Linked DNA regions of Sus scrofa: region 1 is linked to region 2. A link is a contact called in public Hi-C data. All regions are on one chromosome and are shown on one strand. Each heading gives the region's core, a stretch centred on a gene start, on an enhancer-like site or on the middle of the called end of the contact. The rest is flanking DNA. Distances are from core to core; before and after follow the strand shown. Region 1 overlaps MYH10 (myosin-10). Region 2 holds the start of PFAS (phosphoribosylformylglycinamidine synthase).

Evidence for each region. A called contact is a pair of places that touch in the nucleus more often than the background predicts.
Region 1: a contact with region 2 is called in a Hi-C map of embryonic fibroblasts, with 2.0 times the contacts expected there. The contact joins the enhancer-like site here to the promoter of PFAS in region 2. A contact is called at or near these places in 3 of 47 Hi-C or Micro-C datasets (embryonic fibroblasts, epiblast stem cells and retroperitoneal adipose tissue) and 1 of 2 datasets of contacts at active chromatin or transcription factors (alveolar macrophages).

What each region holds. Positions count from the first base shown.
Region 1 is chr12:53,648,922-53,654,786 of Sscrofa11.1, reverse strand. MYH10 (myosin-10) reads left to right here. Exons shown (of 44, transcript XM_021067863.1): 38 at 312-440; 39 at 754-842; 40 at 1,734-1,857; 41 at 1,938-2,146; 42 at 3,535-3,643; 43 at 4,715-4,887; 44 at 5,573-5,865. The coding sequence ends at 5,717. Among named protein-coding and RNA genes, the nearest start is that of NDEL1, 50 kb to the right of the region's middle. Within about 2 kb of position 2,611, at least 31 of the 83 cell types and tissues checked have an H3K27ac peak or open chromatin away from gene starts, as enhancers often do. A contact at or near this core is called in alveolar macrophages, embryonic fibroblasts and retroperitoneal adipose tissue, where this site is marked.
Region 2 is chr12:53,456,380-53,462,208 of Sscrofa11.1, reverse strand. It overlaps PFAS (phosphoribosylformylglycinamidine synthase), which reads right to left and starts at 3,808. Exons shown (of 33, transcript XM_003358276.4): 1 at 3,744-3,808; 2 at 370-550; 3 at 150-285. The coding sequence starts at 3,803.

The sequences.
Region 1 (5,865 bases), core at 1,362-3,861, 190 kb before region 2:
AGATGATCGGAAGCCTCTAGAAATTCACTCTGGGACGTCAGACCACCCCTGCCTTCCTCAGAAGCATCCCATTTGGACAGTGGGGTGTGATGCTGTATAAACGTACACAGTGGATAATTCTCTCAACGTGTGGATGGAGTCTACTGGTTACTATTTTGTTGAGGATATTGGCCTAAATGTTTCCTTGTGATGTTTTTGTTACTTGCATATACTTTTATATTTAGAATAAATGCATGTTTTATAATCTGGAAAAAATACTATAAAACAGTGAATGAACACTAACCCAAAACCTTCTTCCCGTTTAATCTTAGGCTCAGATGAAGGACTACCAACGTGAATTAGAAGAAGCACGTGCATCCCGTGATGAGATTTTTGCTCAATCCAAAGAGAGTGAAAAGAAATTAAAGAGTCTGGAAGCAGAAATTCTTCAATTGCAGGAGGTATGCTGCTTTACTTATTCGTCCATTAGTTTAACAAATAGTTGCCCTTGAAATTTCTCTAAGACCGGATATCACTTTCCATTTTTAATACGGTACTGATCCATCTGGTGGCTTCAGTACAGCAAGCAAAGTGGACACTCCTCTGCCTGGGCTAAAACCGAGCAGTGGATGAGTAATTTCTCCAATCTAACTGTAGTCTGAGGCACACTAGGAGTGCCTGGAGCCAGGCGGCGGCAGCCTACAGGCACCGTCAGCTTTCACCTTGGACGAAACTGTCAGCGTCCAGAGCTGAAATCAGTCTCCACTTCCTCAGGAACTTGCCTCGTCTGAGCGAGCCCGCCGACACGCCGAGCAGGAGAGAGACGAGCTGGCGGACGAGATCGCCAACAGCGCCTCTGGCAAGTGAGTCTCCTGGCAACACGTGGAAGGGGAGGGCGTCTTGAAATCCGTGGCTGCCTGCCACCCCCCGACACACAGTCCTTATGGGCACCTGCGGCCCATGCCCCGGAGCACACACCTGGGGCACAAGATGGCTGTTGGGGGAGCCAGTTGTTGGTCTGCTCATCTGTTCAGTCTGGAACGAGGCGCACAGGCCGCGTCTCCCTGTGCCGGTCACACCCACGGCAGGCACGCAGGACAGACATGCAGACCTAACCTGCTTTCCAAAGGCCGCACCGCCGTGCAACACAAGCCTTCACGTTCCTCACATCTGACGATAGATTCCTTAGACTTACCTTTCCCTGCTCGTACTTTTTGTCAAAAATCACAATTTTTCTCTGCTGTGCTGAGGATTCATCATGGTCATTTAAGTGATGAATGATGAGTTGGCCTTTGATCTCAGTGCACTGGAGAACCAGTAGCCGAAGGCTAGGAAATACCAGGATCCTTTTGCACTTGTAGTTTTATTTATTTTTTGTCTTTTTAGGGCCGCACCCGCAACATATGGAGGTTCCCAGGCTAGGGGGGCAAGTCGGAGCTACAGCTGCAGGCCTATGCCACAGCCACAGCCACGCTTTGAAGCTGCCACTGGCTGCCCTGCGGAGCAGCGACGGGGAGGTGGCAGGGAGGTCGGCTGGGAGGCTATCGCAGTGCTCCAGACCGGAGATGACGGGGCTGGGATGGAGAGAAGCGGGTGGCGTGTTGGGACGCGGATTGGGTGGGTACAGAGGAGAGAGAAAAATGAGGCGCGCTGCTCGGCTCCGGCAGCGGGGAGGGTGGAGGAGGCCCCCAGGAGGAGTTGGGAGTCCCCAGCTTGGCAGAGACCGGTCTGGACCCGCCTCCTCCACCCCGCAGGTCTGCGCTGCTGGACGAGAAGCGGCGTCTAGAGGCGCGAATCGCGCAGCTGGAGGAGGAGCTGGAAGAGGAGCAGAGCAACATGGAGCTGCTCAACGACCGCTTCCGCAAGACCACGCTGCAGGTGCACACGCGGCGGCCGGCCCGGCCCGGCCCGCGAAGGGCCGCGCTGCCGCCACACGGCTGACCGTCTCTCCTCCACAGGTGGACACGCTGAACGCAGAGCTGGCGGCCGAGCGCAGCGCCGCCCAGAAGAGCGACAACGCGCGCCAGCAGCTGGAACGGCAGAACAAGGAGCTGAAGGCCAAGCTGCAGGAGCTGGAGGGCGCTGTCAAGTCCAAGTTCAAGGCCACCATCTCAGCCCTGGAAGCCAAGATTGGGCAGCTAGAGGAGCAGCTTGAGCAGGAGGCCAAGTAAGAGGTTTCTGCTGCATCTCTGCTACAGACCAGGTCCAGGTTCAGCCTGGAGTCCGAGGGGACAGACATGCCCCCTCTCCCTCAGGAGCTCCCTCGGCAGGGGAAGAAATGACAGGAACACGTGGAACCAGAGAGGAGGTGATGCAAGCCCTCAGGGAAGCCCTGTCAGCTCTCCCCAGACCCGGCTGAGGGCTGTGCCCCGTGATTTCCTGGGGCCAGAGTTACATCTTGACCCAAAGCGGATTGCCCAAGCTGGGGCCGTCACGTGAACTGCTGCAGTTTGTTGGCAGAGAAAAATAATGTGACCAAAAGCAGCTTTTCTTCTCCCCAGGAGGGGATTGCTTAACAGTCTCCATTCGGTTGGAGAAAACCACTCTGAAATGTACGAGGAGTTGCACAAGGCAGCTCGGGGCGGGCAGTCACCAGTCTCTGGGGACAGAGGCAGAGGCCGCCTCCTGCGGAGGAGCCTGGGGCCCCGAAGCGCAGCGTCTGTGCTCAGAGCCAGGCCCGCCTCCGGCACGGCCCGCACAGTCCAGGGCTGGTTTGCTGTTAGTTGTCATTAACGTAACCTGCCCTCCAGCGGACTCCAGCCCCACCCTGTCCGTTCTTGCATAACGTGTGTGAAGGATCAAAAGGACTTCTGGTCGCAGTGGAGTTCCCCAAATAAGCTCCTTCTCCTCCATGTGGACAGGGGAGGCCTGTCTACACCGGTGCAGATTTGACTCCTAACTAAAGTGGGCGGGGGTGTTCAGCAGGGGTGCTCTGGCATCTTTCATTTGTTTGGTTTTGTCTTTTTTTGTTTTTTGGTTTTAGGGCTGCACCTGCAGCCTATGGAGGTTCCCCGGCTAGGGATCAAATCGGAGCAGGATCTGAGCCACGTCTGCCACCTACACCACAGCTCACGGCAATGCTGTCTCCTTAACCCACTGAGCAAGGCCAGGGATCGAACCTGCCACCTCATGGTTACTAGTCGGATTCGTTTCTGCTGCGCCTCAGCGGGAACTCCCAGGTGCTCTAGCATCTTAATAGGTGGTTAGAAAATTTTAAGTTGAGACGACCACTTAATAAACTCTTTGTTTTGTTTCCCAGGCTAAAAAGTTAGGTGATTAGAGTAACCAGCTACAATTTTTGTCTTTAAAAACCCTCCACTTGATATGTGACAAGTAGCTTATATGTGACATTTGATCTTTGAAAGGTCACTCAATCAGTGTGACCAGAAAGAAATTTCTAGACCCTATTGATTATTCCAGAGGTACAGGGCCCGGAAAGCACTCTGACACAGGTCATCTTCCAGACAAAGAGGAAGGACTCTTCAAAAGCATTTCCCACGCATGAGACGGTCCTTTCAAGGCCGGTGGAAACGAACGTGCTGGTCATTTTCACAGGGAAAGAGCAGCCGCCAACAAACTGGTCCGCCGCACCGAGAAGAAGCTGAAGGAGATCTTCATGCAGGTGGAAGACGAGCGCCGCCACGCAGACCAGTATAAAGAACAGGTGAGGGGGCGGCGGGAGGCGAGGAGCCGCGTCCAAACCCCCGGGTTACCCCACTGGACCAGCCCAGTCAGCAAGAGCCGCTTCAAACTCCGTTCTAACGTGTCAGCACCCCCGCCAGCAGGGAATACGGAGCGGGTGGGGACCCCGCCGGCCTCCCAGGCGACCCAGATGTGGGGGAGAGGCGGGCGCCTGCCCGAGTGTGAGGCCTCATCTTAAAACTGTCACGTGTCCTCCACGGGAGTGGACGCTTCCCGAGTGCAGGATTCCTGCCCGCCTCACCCCACGGCCCTCTTGAATGCCTAGAGCAGCGTGGGCAAAGTTGGCAGTTGCTGCATGTTGGCAGGATGGAGGGATGGATGCAGGAGGTGTTGGATGGAAAAGGAATTGAAAGCAAGTGTTCTGCACGTGGGACCACAGTGGTCCTTCCGTCTGCGTCCAGGCATCTGGTTCCTTAGACTCAGGGCGTGTTCCCACAGGACTCGGGGCCGTGGCCAGGCCTGCACTAACCACAGTGGGGCGCTGAGGAGCCCCTGCCTGTGGCTCAGACGCCCCCCTCCTCTGTCCAGTCCGGCACCCGGCCCGGCCAGGCCTGGCCTTCCCGCCCTCAAGGCAGTTCTGGGTGGACGTCAGGGCGCGGGCCCGTCTCTGTGGCTCAGGAGGGATCGGTCCATAGGGCAGTCTGAGTTCTCGCGTCCGGTCCCGGAGTAGCTTTGTACTTGGATCAGAATGGATTGTTGGCACACCTACCCGTGTTGAAAGGCGGTGTCAAGTGGAACGTACCTTCTCCTGTTACTGATTGTCCCGCGTCGTGTGGGAACAGCACGTCCCTCACACAATCCCAGAGGTCGCGTCCGTGAAGATACTCAGCTGTCGCTTCTCTGCACAACACGCGGGTGGGCGAAAACAGAGTTTTAAAAAACTTTCTTTTAGCGTAATTGGCTTCGTGGACGCTGGTTTTGCTGAGAGTGGCAGTTTCCCGAAAGGCCTCAAGCCGGGCCCCGGTCTTGTGGGGCGGTGCCGACACTCGGGACACCGCAGTTTCTCGTGACTTGGTCTGTGTCCCTCCCCCAGATGGAAAAGGCCAACGCCAGGATGAAGCAGCTCAAGCGGCAGCTGGAGGAAGCGGAAGAAGAAGCCACACGTGCCAACGCGTCTCGGCGCAAACTCCAGCGGGAACTGGATGACGCCACCGAGGCCAACGAGGGCCTGAGCCGCGAGGTCAGCACCCTGAAGAACCGGCTGAGGTGAGCGGCCCGGAGCTGGCGAGCGGCGGGGGGGGGTCACACACGCCCCCTCGTTCCTGCCCCTTTACCGGCTGGGGGTTTCCGGCCCGCAGGAGTCCCGCCAGCTGGCTCCTTCTTCACCAGAGGCTCTGCGAGTTCCGATCGGGCTCAGCCAGGCCGGCGTCAGGCTGTGGCCGTGGCCCTCGTGAGGAGGGGCCGGAGCTCAAGGGCCCTGGCGCCACCAGCCCTCCTCCTGTCCTCGTCTCCGGGCTGCACTTGACATGCACCAGGGAGAGGGCAGAACCCGGGGAGCCAAGGCTAAACCTGCTCCCCCAGAAAGACAGCACAGGGGTCACAAGCCGTAGCCAGAGGGTGGGTCCCGTTCGGTGCAGCCAGGGCGCCGAGGACGGTGGTTCCATTTATAAAGGCTGCAAAAACAAAGCAAGCGCCTACACCAGGCCCCTGAGTGCCCACGAAGCCTAAGCCGAGCACTGGCTGTCCGCCCTTTGGGGAGAGGGGGCCTCTCCGAGGCCAGGGCTCCACGGAGCAGGGGTGGTGTTCCCCAGGCAGGGGTGCGGGCGGGCAAAGCAGGGCGCAGTCCGATCTGCCCCCACCCCGCCTGGGTGCTGTGTCCTGAGGGAGGGGAGGAAGTTTCAAGCTATCAGGTGGGGGAGCAACGCGCCCGCTCCGCGCTCTGTTCCTCCAGGCGAGGCGGCCCCATCAGCTTCTCCTCCAGCCGCTCTGGCCGCCGCCAGCTGCACCTGGAGGGCGCGTCCCTGGAGCTCTCGGACGACGACACAGAAAGTAAGACCAGTGATGTCAACGAGACGCAGCCGCCCCAGTCTGAGTAGGTCCGAGGACGAGGTGGAGGCGATGCGGCAGGACACGCAGGAAGGCAGCGGCGCCCCTGCCCGGGGCCTCCCCCGCGAGCTGGGGGGCGGCGGACGCGGGATGCCGGGCTGCGCGATCAACGGTGTCTTAAGGCCTTGCAGCCTCCAC
Region 2 (5,829 bases), core at 2,559-5,058:
TTTCTAGGCAGGGAGAGCACGAAAGGAAAACAAATTTCCCGAGGATCACAAGAGGAGGAAGAAGAATGAGAGTGGAGGAGGTGGCAGTGTGTTTGGAAGGGCTGATGTGCTCTGGTCCATGGAGTTGCCCGAGGGTGAGAGCCACATGCCTGGGCCCGACCTCCAGCAGCAGGTCATTGGAGCCGGGAAGGAGCCAGGACTCCTGAGCAACATCGTCCAGTAACAAGGGGCAGCCAAACAGCCAGGTCAGTTTCTTCATCTCCTCGGCGCTTGGGAAGGACTCAGCTGCGGGGAGAGAGGGCAAGGACACCTTGAGACACTCCCACCGGCATTTGGTACCTCTCCCAAGAATCTGGTAACTTGCCCAACCTGTCCAGTTCACGTTGTAGCACAACTCAGTCTTGATACCCTGCAGCGCTGGCAGTTCCCCTCGCAGCTTCCTTTGTGTGTATGCAGAGGCTGCCCCCTCGTGGCCAGAGGGACGCACAAAAAAGTGAAGGACTGAGGACATCTCTGCAGTTGTCCCTCGCTGGAGAGAGGCTTTAGGTTCCTGAAAAATAATCTTAACTACAGCCTATCTGTTGAATTGATTTCAAGTTTCAAGGACAGCTGAGGCGTTGGCGGCATTAGGGATGGGTGGGCGTAGTAGGTGGGGGCATTCTAGGGTACCAGGTATCCAGATACTTCCAGTCCAGGGTGGGTAAGGCCAAGGGACTATGAGTACTAACCTAGTACTTTAGGAGTGGGAAAGACTTCCTGCGGGAAATGGCTTCTAAGCCTAAATCCAGAGGATGAGCTGGATTGGGCTGGCCAGTGAAGTCAAATGATAGTTCCTCTACCTCGGTGTTTCAAAATATGTTTCTGCTCAAGGTAAATCCAAAGCCTTTAGCCCTCCACAACTATCCCCAATTTTCTTTCTTTCTTCCTTTCTTTTTAGGGCCGCACCCACAGCATATGGAGGTTCCCAGGCTGGGGCTGAATTGGAGCTGTAGCTGCAGACCTATAGCACAGCCATATCAACACCAGATCTGGGTTCCATCTGCGACCTACACCATAGCTCGTGGCAACACCGGGTCCTTAACCCACTGAGCAAGGCCAGGGACCAAACCGGCAACCTTATGGTTCCTAGTCAGGTTCATTAACCACTGAGCCATGACGAGAACTCACCCAATTACTTTTCAACTTCTGGTCCCAATGCTTCTCCAGAGGACCCTGGCTTTACTTGCTAATCTCTGCCTGGCTTCCTTACCATTCTTTTGTCTCACTGTCTCCAAAGCCTTCCCATTCAAGGTGAGTGGGGGTCTCAGCAACGCTGGGAGGCCTCCTTGCTGCCCCAGTGCTCAGGGACACCTAGCTCCTCCTAGCAGAGCTGAAGGCTTCTGATCCGTACAGTCGTTCCGCTCTGATCACATGCACAGCCTCTTCCCAAGGAAGTGGGAGGACAGGAAGCTCACCGCTTCATTTCTTCATTTGGACAACTCACAGGCATCTCAAATCTAACTTACGCAAGGCTGATTTCTTGTGTCACGGTCACCGAGTGCAACAATCTAGAGGTCACTTAAGTTCTTATCTTATTCAACCTCTCAGCAGCATTTGACTTACTCATTCCCTGCTTTCCTGCTTTTTCAAACACCCTCCTCTCTTGGTGTGGTGACACGGCTCTCCTGATATTCCTCTACCTTCTGGTTGCTCCTTCTCAATCACCCACGGTGGCTCTACCCACTCTTGGGCTCCACCTCTAAACGATGAGTACCCAAGGCCCTGCCCTTTGTTCTCTTCCCTCTTAATGCTCTTCCTAAGCAATTTCATCCAGACCTGTGGCTTTAAATACCATCTATTAGACTGTACCAACGAAACTGCCAGCATGCAGCAGTTTGACCAAAAATAGCAATTTCATGATTCAAGTTAATAATCTGCCCCCAGATTCCAAAACTTTATTCAACTCTGATTCTCCCTGAACTCCAACCTAGTCCATTCAAATGCTTAAGTGACATTGCCACATAGATGACTTATAATCACAGAGGATAGCCTGTTTGGGCCAAAATAAGACATTTTGATTTCTCGTTTCTTCAGACCTGCTGTTCCCCCGTCTTGCCCACCTCAGCTAACACCACCACCACCCAAAACCACAGCAGTCAACCTTAATTCTTCTTTCCCTGAGCCCTCTCTATGCCCAATCCACCAGAGAACCTATTTCCAAACATATCCCAAATCTGTCCATGTCCTTTCCTCTCCGCTACCATCACTGTAGTTCAAGCCAGTATCAGTACTCACTTGGACTAATGCACCAGTAGCCCTCCTGACCAGTACCCCTGATTCTATTCCACTTGCCACAAGTTAGCATAAATGAGATCATAGCTTCTTATCACACCTGATGTAACATTTCAATTCAGTAACCTGTCATGTGATCTGGCCATTGCCTACCTCTCCGACCCAATCTCACGGCCCATCCTTCTCAGTCACAAAGCACCAACCACCCTGGCTTCTTTTCTATCATTCTGATTTGCCAAGCTCATTCCAAAAGGTATTTTTCTCACCCTGATATTTCCATGGCTACCTTTTGCTTGTTATTTAGATTTCAGGTACGTTCACCTTCTTGAAGAGAACTTCCTTGACTAAACACTCTATAGTGGCCACTATGACATGGCCTTATATTAATTTCCCAAACAGTATTTAAATTACTATCTGACATTTTATTGTTAGCTTTATTTTCCCCACTAGAACAGAATCTCCAAGTGGGCAGGAACCATGCTGTTTTTGGGTTACCAAGGCTCAGAACAATACCGGGGGCTGAAAAACCAAAAAATCTAAAACTTGTTGACTGACAAGTTTCAGGCCAAGCCTCATCTCAGCAACGGTGCTCCTGCCAGATCTTGATTTCCCTCTCAGCGGTCACCATCCCATGCTTATCACCCTTTTAAAAGTTAGGCGCCTCGCAGTTGTCCTCCATACCATAATTCCTTCACAGGAATTATTACATTCCAAAATCATTTTGTTTATTTATTTATTTTTGTCTTTTTAGAGCCGCACCCGCGGCATATGGAGGTTCCCAGTCTAGGGGTCTAATCAGAGCTATAGCTGCTGGCCTACACCACAGCTCAAGGCAACACCGGATCCTTAACTCACTGAGAGAGGCCAGGAATGGAACCCGCTACCTTGTGGTTCCCAGTCGGATTCGTTTCCGCAGTACTACGACGGGAACTCCCTCATTTTGTTCATTAAACCAGTCAATTTTCGTTTATCATTCCCAGTGGCATAGAAGCTCCAAGAGCACAATGACAGGATCTACATCAGGGCTGTCTCCCCAACTACTAGCATGGTGCCTTACACAGAATAGGCGGGCGACAGATCCCCCCCACCCTGGAAAGTTCCCGGGCAAGGGATCGAACCCGCCCAACAGCAGCGACCCAAGCCACTGCAGACAACGCCGGATTCTTAACTCGCTGAGTCACACGGGAACTCCAGCCAACAGACACACTTTGAATACAGGAAACGGGATGAGAAGCACTTTTAGTGTCCAGGACTCAAATGATTAGAGGACGGTTAAGTTTATGTGGGGTCTCCCCTGCCCGACGTCCAACAAACGCGAAAGGACACATGCACTACGGAAGGCACGCAGGTCCCCGCTGGGCGCAGCTCTGCCTGGTGGGGATCCTGCAGCGGCCGGGTTGAGGCTTGGGGTGGATGGCTACAGAGTGCAGCATGCAAGGGCATTCGGGTGAGCGCGCGCAAGCCATACGCACGTGGCAACAGCTCTCGCAGTCCCTGAGCTCCTCGAATCCTGGCGCGCTGGGCAACGTCATCAGCGTGCGCCGTGGGAAGAGGCGGAGGTTAAGGACATCCCTCCCCTTCCTACCGGCCAGTGGCGAGGCTGCTTCCCTGCTCCCACCTCGGCCTTTAGAGAACGTGGGATTATCCCACAGATCTGTTCCTTGTGCCCGCTTCACTTGTCCGGTGCAAACTGTGAAGGAGACATACTTTAAATGCAGGAAACGGCATGAGAAGCACTTTTAGTGTCCAGAACTCAGTTTCCCTCCCGCTGCTGCCTTGGCTTTCTTGTACTTTTGTCTTTTCTGAATGAACTCATTTATTTAACTCTTAGCTTTTTTTTTTTTTTTTTTTTTTTTTTTGCTTCGTAGGGCCAGGGGTGCGGCATATGGAGGTTCCAGGCTAGGGGTCGAATCAGAGCTACAGCTGCTGGCCTACACCACAGCCACAGCAACACGGGATTCTATCCGCGTCTATGACCTACACAACAGCTCACAGCAACAACAGATCCTTAACTCATTGAGTGGGGCTAGGGATCGAATCTGCCATCTCAAGGTTCCTAGCCGGATTCCTTTCCGCTGAGCCACTATGGGAACTCTAGCATATATTCTTAACCTCCATGTTCTGGCTGGTTACAGTAACAGTAATAATGAGCAAAGTATTTATTGAACGCCCATTAAGACACTTCACCTGTTCTCAGTTGATCGTCACAAAAACCCCATTTTACAGATGTGGAAGCTGAGGCTCAATGCAATGACTCCTTAGTTTTTTAACTCAAAAACTTAGAACTTTATACCTACTGGGGTTTTGTGTGTTTTTTGCACACTTTTTTTTTTTTTCCAGTCTTTTTAGGGCTGCACACGAGGCACATGGAGGTTCCCAGGCTGGGGGTCGAATTGGAGCTGTAGCTGCTGGCCCACACCACAACCATAGCAACTCGGGATCCGAGTCTAGTCTGTGACCTACACCACAGCTCGCTGCAACACCGCATCCTTAACCCCCTGAGTGAGGCCAGGGATGGAACCTGAGTCCCCATGGATGCTAGTCAGGCTTGGTAACTGCCAAGCCAGGACAGGAATGCCCACACACTTTTTCAACCCATAGTATATACACGTTACTCAGGATCCTATCAGAACACAGGTGGAACACTCCAAGTTTAATCAATAAGAATGTAACTGCCCAGGTAAAGAGATATGGGCAGGTTTAAGGAAACCAGCAAAGTACGGTGGGCCAGTGGCAGCCTGGCAACAGCAAAAAGTGGTTGCCACCTTCAGGCCTGAAGGGACAAAGGGAGAAATGGTGTTGTCAGCTAGAAGAGAGATGGAGCCATGGAAGAAGGGCATTCAACAGACGAAGGAAGTCACTGCCATAAGCACAGTGTTGAGGGAGAAGCATACTGGGTTATCTCTCCTTCAGTACTGAGTCCCTGAACTAAATGTCTCCCACTAGCCAAACCTAATCAGAAGCCTGAAGGCAAGAAACCTGGAGTGAGTGGTGTGCCAGGGTGAGCAGAGGACCTAGCCCAGGGGTCTTTTTAAAGAATCAAGCAACAGAGACAGTCAGAGGAAAAAGTGAAAGTCTTTATCTTCACCCCCTCCCACATTCCAGTCCCCTCCCAGTTCCAGGGCCAACTCTAGGGTAAGAGACTTAAAGATGCAACATTTGATGGATTTAGGTGCCTCACTTGCCTCACCCTAACTCCAGCCCTGCCCGGGACATGACAGTTTTTACCTGTTTAGTAGGTAAAGAGTCCAGGCTGTACCCTCTGGCTCTCTTCTAACAGAGGCCACTTGTTGATTCTTGGAATCTGAGCATTCCAGGCTTCTTTCCCTTCTGACACTCCCTGGTTGCATCTCATGCCTGTCTTCCAGCTCCATCTGGGAGACTTAGTTGCACAGCTCTGACTGGTCCTGTCTCCTCCACATTCTAATCCTCCCAGGGTAACACAACATTTCAGCTTTCACTTCACATGATGACTTCTAGATTCATTTGTTTGGCTCTGATCCTTCTCCTGACTTGGGTCCCATATCTCCAGCTATCTGCTGAGCAAGCATAGCCTGT